Linked DNA regions of Cricetulus griseus: region 1 is linked to region 2. Evidence: chromatin contacts called from public Hi-C data. All regions are on one chromosome and are shown on one strand. The core of a region is the stretch at or near the end of the contact, and the rest is flanking DNA. Distances in the headings are between cores, read along the strand shown. Region 1 holds the start of Tanc1 (protein TANC1). Region 2 overlaps Tanc1 (protein TANC1).

What was found. Hi-C and Micro-C count contacts between places; a contact is called where the count stands out from the background.
Region 1: a contact with region 2 is called in a Hi-C map of the CHO-K1 cell line, with 3 times the contacts expected there. The contact joins the promoter of Tanc1 here to the enhancer-like site in region 2. A contact is called at or near these places in 3 of 8 Hi-C or Micro-C datasets (the CHK-Q cell line and the CHO-K1 cell line).

The regions. Positions count from the first base shown.
Region 1 is chr6:115,261,245-115,265,054 of CriGri-PICRH-1.0, forward strand. It overlaps Tanc1 (protein TANC1), which reads right to left and starts at 2,140. Exons shown (of 26, transcript XM_027420370.2): 1 at 1,988-2,140.
Region 2 is chr6:115,135,291-115,139,409 of CriGri-PICRH-1.0, forward strand. The region is part of intron 3 of Tanc1 (protein TANC1); the gene reads right to left. Among named protein-coding and RNA genes, the nearest start is that of Tanc1, 130 kb to the right of the region's middle. Within about 2 kb of position 2,226, at least 2 of the 6 cell types and tissues checked have open chromatin away from gene starts, as enhancers often do. A contact at or near this core is called in the CHO-K1 cell line, where this site is marked.

The sequences.
Region 1 (3,810 bases), core at 890-3,389, 130 kb after region 2:
AAAGCCAGGCGGTGGTAGTGCAAGCCTTTACTCCCAGCACTCAGGAGGCAGAGGCAGGTGGATCTCTGTGAGTTCGAGGCCAGCCTGGTCTACAAGAGCTAGTTCCAGGACAGCCTCCAAAGCCACAGAGAAATCCTGTCTGGAAAAACCAAAAAAAAAAAAAAAAAAAAAAAAAAGTCTCCAGTAATGTCAGACACCAAACTTGCTTTACTAGGCATACTTTTCATTGTAAAAGCACCGAGCTCTATTTATGATGCTTTTTTGAGTGACACCCACAAGCATTCCAGCTGACACAAACTTTGTAGATTGTAGGGAAGTCCCTGTGAGCTCTTTAAGTAGCCCAGATGAGCAAAACACTCAGAACACCACCATAATGAGCACCTCACAGGCGCTCATAAATTCTTTCATTCCCAGCAATCAAGAAGCAGCTGTTAAAATCCAGGAATCTTCCTAGTCGCAGATCTGAAATACCTCCGGGCTGCCCAGAGCAGAGAAGCCTCACAACTGCTTTCTTCTCTTCCTCCCTCCCCCATCCCAAGAGTGCCAGCCTGGCAGGATAAGGATGACCCAGGAAGGGGGGAGTGGGGTGAAAGGGAGTAGCGGATCTGGTGAAAGCAGAGACGCGGGCTCCCTTCTTTTTCACCACAAAGAAAAACCAACTCCTTGTGCCAGCCAACCAGGTTTCTCATTCCCTCCCCCAGCACACTAACTTCGACAGTCTGATGAGTCTGGCATTTCCAGAGTTCGCGACCTCGGCCGCCCTGAGCCCTTTCCTAAAAGATTTTGAACCAGGAGCCAGCGGCATGTGAGCTCCTTCCCAGGTTGAGACTCCGCTTGCCTTTACCTTTTAACCCGCCCGGACGCTACTTCCCGGGTCAAGTTCAAGATGAAGGTACCCTCCTCACCTCCCTGAGTTCACTCCGCAGGAAACTGTAATATTGAGACGAGTCCCACTAGTCCAGGCACCAGGATCTGGGGCTCCCAAGCAGGAGCCTAGGCAGCCTGGAGAAAACTGTCACAGCCCGGCGTCCTCCGCCCTCGGCCGCGGCGCCGCGTTTCTACCTGGCCACGGCCGCATTTCCTCCCGGAGCCTTTACACAATAAGTCAAGTAAGTTTTGGGAACGCCAGTCCAGAGATCTTGCTGTCTGCAAACACGCTACACAATGCCCAGGGCTTCCTTCCCCGCCAGCCGTTCCGGAAAGAACCGCGCCGAGCCCGGGGGGCCCACACACACCCAAAAGTCCTCCAGGAAGAACCTGAATCCTCATAATGCCTCCGAAGTAATCACTCCTCGCTCAAGGACAAGGGGACTCTCGCAAACTTGACATGACCCTCCACTTAGCTGGCACTAAAAGAAAAATCCTCAAGGTCTAATACCAAATCATCACCCCACCACCGCCACCACCAAGGAAAGAAATTCGCGTGCAGATGCGAGTCGCAGCCTGCAGGAGTGAAACACACACTTTCAAGCCCACAGCGGGCGGTACGATTTCCCCCGCTGAAGTTCGCCCGGCAACTTCGCGACCAGCGCACAGCGACACTCCAGACCCCGCTGTGCCATGCGCCCCTCCCGCACGCCCCCCCCAACCCTCACTCCAGGTGCCCTGCGCAGCCCAGGGCCTGTCTAGCCGAGGGACGGAAGAGGAGGACGAGGGGCGGCTGGGAAAGTCCTGCGCGCCGCGTGATCCCGGTGTCCCCGGCCCGGCTCTGCTGCAACCCGTTCCTCCCGGTGCGCAGGAAACGGCCTGCACCGATTCCCCGGCAGCGCCTAGCCCGAGGCCGGGAGCGCCAGGCATGCCCGCGCCTATTCCCGGAAAGCTCCCGCTGTGCCGGGCGGAGGAGGGAGGCGTCCCGAAACTTTCCCACCAGCCTCTCTCTGGTTTCCCGGGCTGCTCCCCGGGACCCTTCCTCCCCGCCATCTCCGGCCACTGACCCGGCTGCGGACGCCCGGAGGCCCGCAGCGGCGCCCGGGCAGATGGAGTTTACCTGCCAGGAAAGTTTCCAGCTTCCGACGCGGTTCCCACCCCGGGGGCCGTGCTTCAGGGAGCGGCGGGCTGGGCGCTCGACAGCGACGGCGGCTCCTGCGGCTCCGGAGCCCAGCTCCCGCAGCTGCCACCGCGGAGGCAGCTCTCGGGCCCGTCCCCCCGCCTTGCTCGGCCCACACCGGGACCTCATTGGCAGCGCCAGTCCCCGCCCTTGCGCGTGTTCCGGAAGGCACCTTCCTTGTGCGCGCCCGCTGGGGCTGCGCCTCCCGCTCCCCTCCCGCCTGGAGCTGCCCGGGCTCTGCGACCCGCTGGGGCGCGGCACGCGAACTTTCCGCCCGGCGCCTCCGCTCCTCCTCTCCCAGCATGTTCCCTGCGGGAGGCCAAGCTTCCCTTGAGAAGGTTGCTCCCTTGGGGGCTCCGCCTAGACTCCTGTGGGACAGGACCAGAAGTGGGATTAGTCGCCCCCCTCCTCACACACACACCTTTTTATTTCTCAGCCCTTTTAAAATCAGTAAAGTGGCCCGGCCTTCGGTCTACACTGCTCCCTAAAAGCAACGGAGGAGAACATATGGGAGCAATTAGCCAAGCTGAAGTTTCCACGGATGCCTTAGGGTGGCTTTGTTGGCTTTTCTTCCCCCTCGCTTAACTATACACAAACAAACACACTTTCTGGTTCCAAAAACAGCGAAGAGAGATGGACAGTGCATCTCACTCTCTGCCCACTGCACCTTTTTCTTTTGCAAAAGTGAATTAGGGGTGCTCGGAGATCAGTGACTGCCCAGGGACGAGGGTCCACCGCCTCCTCGAAGTCTGTGGCTGGCGATGCGGTCTGGGCTAAGTCCGTCGGGGCCAGCGTATAGCTTTCTTGTCAGGAGGAGGAGTTGTGGAGGGGGAACAGACAAAGATGCTATTATTAAGTAAGCTGGTGGCAGTAAATTAAACTCCCTAGTTCCCAAAATGTTTTGTTATTCCCAACAGAACAAAAGTCTAAGAATGGCCTCGGGATCTGGGAGACCTGGGTCCTCCAGAACCTCTCAGGAATCTATCTAGGCAGCCACTTTACATGTAGAGGGCTCAGCCCATTCTATCCCCAAAGCCCTTGGACCCCCTTTCTTTGCAGAGGCATCAAGTAGAAATTCCAAAAGGAATTGGGCACAGGCCTCCCATCCGTGTGCAGAGTGAAGAATACAGAAGTTGCTATAAATGGCTTTATTGGCAACCCTTAACCTTTGCTGTGGCAAACCCGCCTTTAAAGACAACTGTGTTTTAAACAAGTTTCCCTATAAAAACTTCAACCTCACGTAGAGCTTCCCAATATAAAGATAGCAGCAGGAATGGTGTTCATATTTAAAGTTCCTGTGAAAAGCGACAGGAAGCAAAAGGCCACTCCATCTCTCTATAATAAATAAAAGATGACTGAAATGGGCTGAATATTTTTCACTCGTACATTCAAAGGCCTGATTATCACTGTATTTATATTTAAGCAGCAACAGTATCTCAGCCTTTCCTCACACAAAGGAGGACATGAATATTCAAAGTGAGTAAGAGAGTAACTGTAACATGGGAAGCTGGGAAGTTATGGACTGCCTTCTCCAAGCTGAAGGGCCAGGTTGCTGAAAACCAGGGTCATATTTGATGAACTTCTCTTGAAATACAGTGGGTAAAAGTGACCAGTCTTTCAACCACAGATAACAAAGTCAGCTGGCAACAATAAGACACCAACCCAAAGAAAAGGCAAAAACTCAGTAGTCAGCCCTGTTTGAAATCCTAAGATGGATAAGAAACTCCTGAAGAAATAAACAGATACAGTTTCCTGCTTCAGGC
Region 2 (4,119 bases), core at 976-3,475:
CGCCTCTAAGGCCGTTCGGGAAAAATAAACATCACTGCCAGAGAGTCACCTTCACCTCACAGTGTCCTCTGGTGATGAAAAGCGTCCTGGAGCAGTCGCTAGACCCCAGGAAAGCTGGAGCCAAAAGGGACCTTTGGGGCACTCCATATAAAGAAAAACACAGTGACTGAGAATCTCCTGGGAAAGAAAGAAATGGGATGTCAACCACAAAGATAATGAAAAGAGGCAAAAACATAAGTAAAAGTGTGATTCTCTTAAACAATCTGCTAGAAGTTTCTTCCTTGCTTCAGGGCAAATTCGTGGGACTCTTTGTTTTTCACCTCTGTCCATCACAGAAAATCTAAAGGCCAACACTGTTAACTCAACCAAGGTGGCTCACAGCTTTTAGGAGACAAGTAAGAATTTGTTTTCCCTTCTTCAGAAGTAAATGGCCTAGTAAAACACCACAAAGTGTGTAGAAACAGAATTGGGGCTGCTCTGGTGAGTGAGGCTAGATGGCTCAGCAGTTAAGAGAACTTGCTGCAGTTCAAAGACAGGAGTTCAGGTCCCTGTTACGATTTCAGGCAGCTCAGGGAAGTCTGTATGTAACTCCAGCTCCAGGGTATTCAAGGCCCTCTGCTGGTCTCTTCAGGTACCCATTCGTATGTGTATATGTGTATGTGTGCACACACTCATACGTTTTATTTAAAAAAAAAATCTTACAAAAAAGAGTGTGCACTATAAAACCAAAAACCAATAAATATCCCCAGGAACTGGACTGGTTTCCTTGATGTGGGGCTCAGGGACCCTTCTGGGGCACTCTTTCAGCTTGTTGCTTGTGAAATGCTTCTCACACACTCCTCCCAGCTTGCTTACTTGTGTTGCCGCTGCTTCTTCTTCATTGCTTCCCATAAAAGTGGCCACAGGAACAAGAACAAAAAAGTGTAAGGCATTGGGCTGGGAACAACACATGCTACAGGAAATGCAAACCAATTCAGTATCTGGCAAGATCCTTTCTACAGAAGGTATGGTTGGGTCAACTAATCCCAAAGCCATGGCCATCAACATTTACAACCCAAAATCTAGATAGCAATTCAGTTTTAGAAGTCCCTGCCTTTCAACAGCATTGCCTTCTCTATCCTCCTGGTCAGAGATAGAAAGTTTAAAAAATAAAAAAGAGGACTGGAGAAATGGCTCAGCGGTTAAGAGCACTTCCAGAGGTCCTGAGTTCAATTCCCAGCAACCATATGGTGGCTCACAACCATCGGTAATGAGATATGGTGCCCTCTTCTGGCCTGTAGGCATACATGCAGACAGAACACTGTATACACAGTAAATAAATAAACCTTAAAATATAAAAATAAAAAAGGGCATGTAAGAGGCAAAAAAAGGCCAGAGGGGGCAAATTATGGGGTCTCAGAAGTTAGAGCCAGTTTCATGTGACATCAGTAGCTTTTCTCCAGTGTGTTCTAGGAGATGCTCTTCATCAACAGCCTCCACAATTTCTACAGAAGAGACCAACTATCAAGAGAAGTCAGTCTAGGACCTTGCAAAGACAGAGCATTATCAATAACAAGGACTTGGGACCCGAACCCAGGTCTGTCCTCCTGGACAGGACAAAGCCTGGGTAGAATTCTCCTATTAAGGCAGTAAGAGAAAAGTAGGGACAGTATACAAAAATTCATGTTCACGTAATACAGGTTATACCTGCTCACATTTCACAGCTACCTTTAAAATATCCATTTATCTCAAGAATCTTTTGTATGCACACATGCAAATGCTAGCATATACATATTCATTCATGACTCAGAATGTATACTTTTGGCTCTAATAAAAACTGTATCACTGAAAAAATATAAACTGCACCAAAATGTCTTCAATAAAAGAAATCCCGTATTGCATTTATACTGAAGAGCTTAGGATCTACAGTCATTTTCTGATTGATACAAATGGGAGCTTCCAGCATACCAGTGCTTACCCAGAGTCCCCGAGAAACACTGTGCTGCCCAAAATAGCAGTGTCCCTAGTCCTTGCTGTATTGTCAAACAACACCCTCCAATATTTTGGTGGAATCATAACTAGGGCACAATGACCTCATCTGCAGCCTACTGCATCTACTCCATAAAGGAAAAAAAGAAGAAGAAAAAAAAAAAGAGGACACATGGTCAACTATGGCAGTCTCATTCTCTGGCCACAGTGTCAGGCTCTCCTCCCACATACCCTGTACATGACAGGATTCCGATGTACAAGCTACATGCTTCTGGTATGATGCACAAGCTCTCTACCCCATCTGGTTGGTATCCATCCAAATAAACACCAATCTGTTTCAATCACAGAAAAAATAATGGCTGTGTCATCCAGACACTGTATGTTTGTGAGTGGCTTCCATGAGCAGTATAAGTGATGTTCAAAATGACACAAAGGCATCCACTCAAGTACTGACATGATCCTTTGCCTGCATTAAGGAACACCACCATGACTGTCTCCTACACACGGTTCCAAACACCAAGCTACTACTGTCTGCTTGACTTCACTCTATTGCTTAGTGACCAAATAGGGATCACTGTGGAGGATGCGGCCACCACAATCTTCCTGAATACTGACCTCTCTTTTCCATTGAGAACATATGGGGCATGTTAACAAGGCAAGACATCACTGGGCACTTTCTGCTTTACCTACATTTCCTCTTTCTGCTGAGACCCATTGCTCTTTCACTCCAATCGCCAGTTATGAAAGCTAGCTTAGCTTCCTTCACCGGGCAATTACCCATACACAGCATTTTATTTATGTCACATGAGTCATGCGCAAAGCAAGAGGAGATGAGTGACCCCAGTGGCTGGTGATAGAGCTGGAACTGGAACCCGCTGTGCTATGTTGCTTTCATGCCCTATTCACAGGGAACAAAGCCTTGCAGGAGGTGGAGCTGCACATCAAGATGACACATGCTTGCCAGAAAAACACAGATCTGAGAATGGAATCCCACTGGAGGGCATCTGGCTGAGGATGAAGGCTCGGGAAGACCAATCCTGTGGGAACGCAGTGGTGGCCACTGAGTCAAATGAAGGAAGATGGAGACTGGGCTCCACAGCACATGGTTCCCAAGGAAATTGCAATCACTGTACCCTATCCATCAGTCTCCATCAAAGTTAAATGTGGCTTGCCCTGTGGTATAGACACTTTGGGCTGCTGTAATAAAAGCACCACACAGAGTAGTTTAAACTATTTATTTTATATAGTTTGGAGAGCAGAAAGCCCAAGATCAAGGAACTAGTTAGGAACTGTCTTCTCATGGTCTCCTCATTTGACTGTGGCAAAGCCAGCTTTAGTCTCTTTCCCTAGTCAGTACTGCCAACAGGGTCTCTACTCTCACAAGCCCATTTATCCTTAATAACTCACCTGTGCCCCACCCCCTATATCTCCTAATGGCGGGTCCTCAGGGCCTGTAAGAAAACACATTCAGATCACACCCGTAAGAAAGGCACCAGATCCCTGTCTCTCTGATGAGGAAACACCTACAGCCTACTCCAGCACACCACGCTGGGAGGACCCAAGTCTGGCCTGTCTGTGGCTAGAGCAATCAGAGACAGACTGCACCAGTGAGGTCCTTCCCATCTCAGTTAGGGAGACTACTCTACCAGACCAGGGCTTTCAGTGGGGAATTTATCCTCCCAGGAGACAAGTTTACCAGCACTCGCCACCTGTCACCAGCAAGGAAGGCTTTTAGATGAAGGAAGTAATGAGAAAATCAAATTTCCCCAGAGAAGCATTTCCTAAATTCTGTATCCCTGCATCTCCACACAGTGATGGTGCCAACTACTCTAAATAAGCAGCTACTCTCAGCAAGGCTTCCTGGGCTCAGCTCTCACTGTCCTAAACAATGAAGGTAAAAGGGCTGGGTAGGTAGGTAGCTCAGGGGTAGAGCACCACCTACCTAGCAGGTTTCACATCCTGGCTTCCATGTTCAGCACAAAAAGAAAGGGAAAGAGGAAAACCTTGAGTGGAACTATAGGATATAATTTAGTGGCAGAGTGTCCGCCAGGTGCGCAGAAAGCACGGGGTTCAACAGAGGTGGGGGGTTCAACAGAGGTGGGGTGGGGGTGAGGGGACACGAACTCATGCTGTCTATACCAAGCCCTGGTG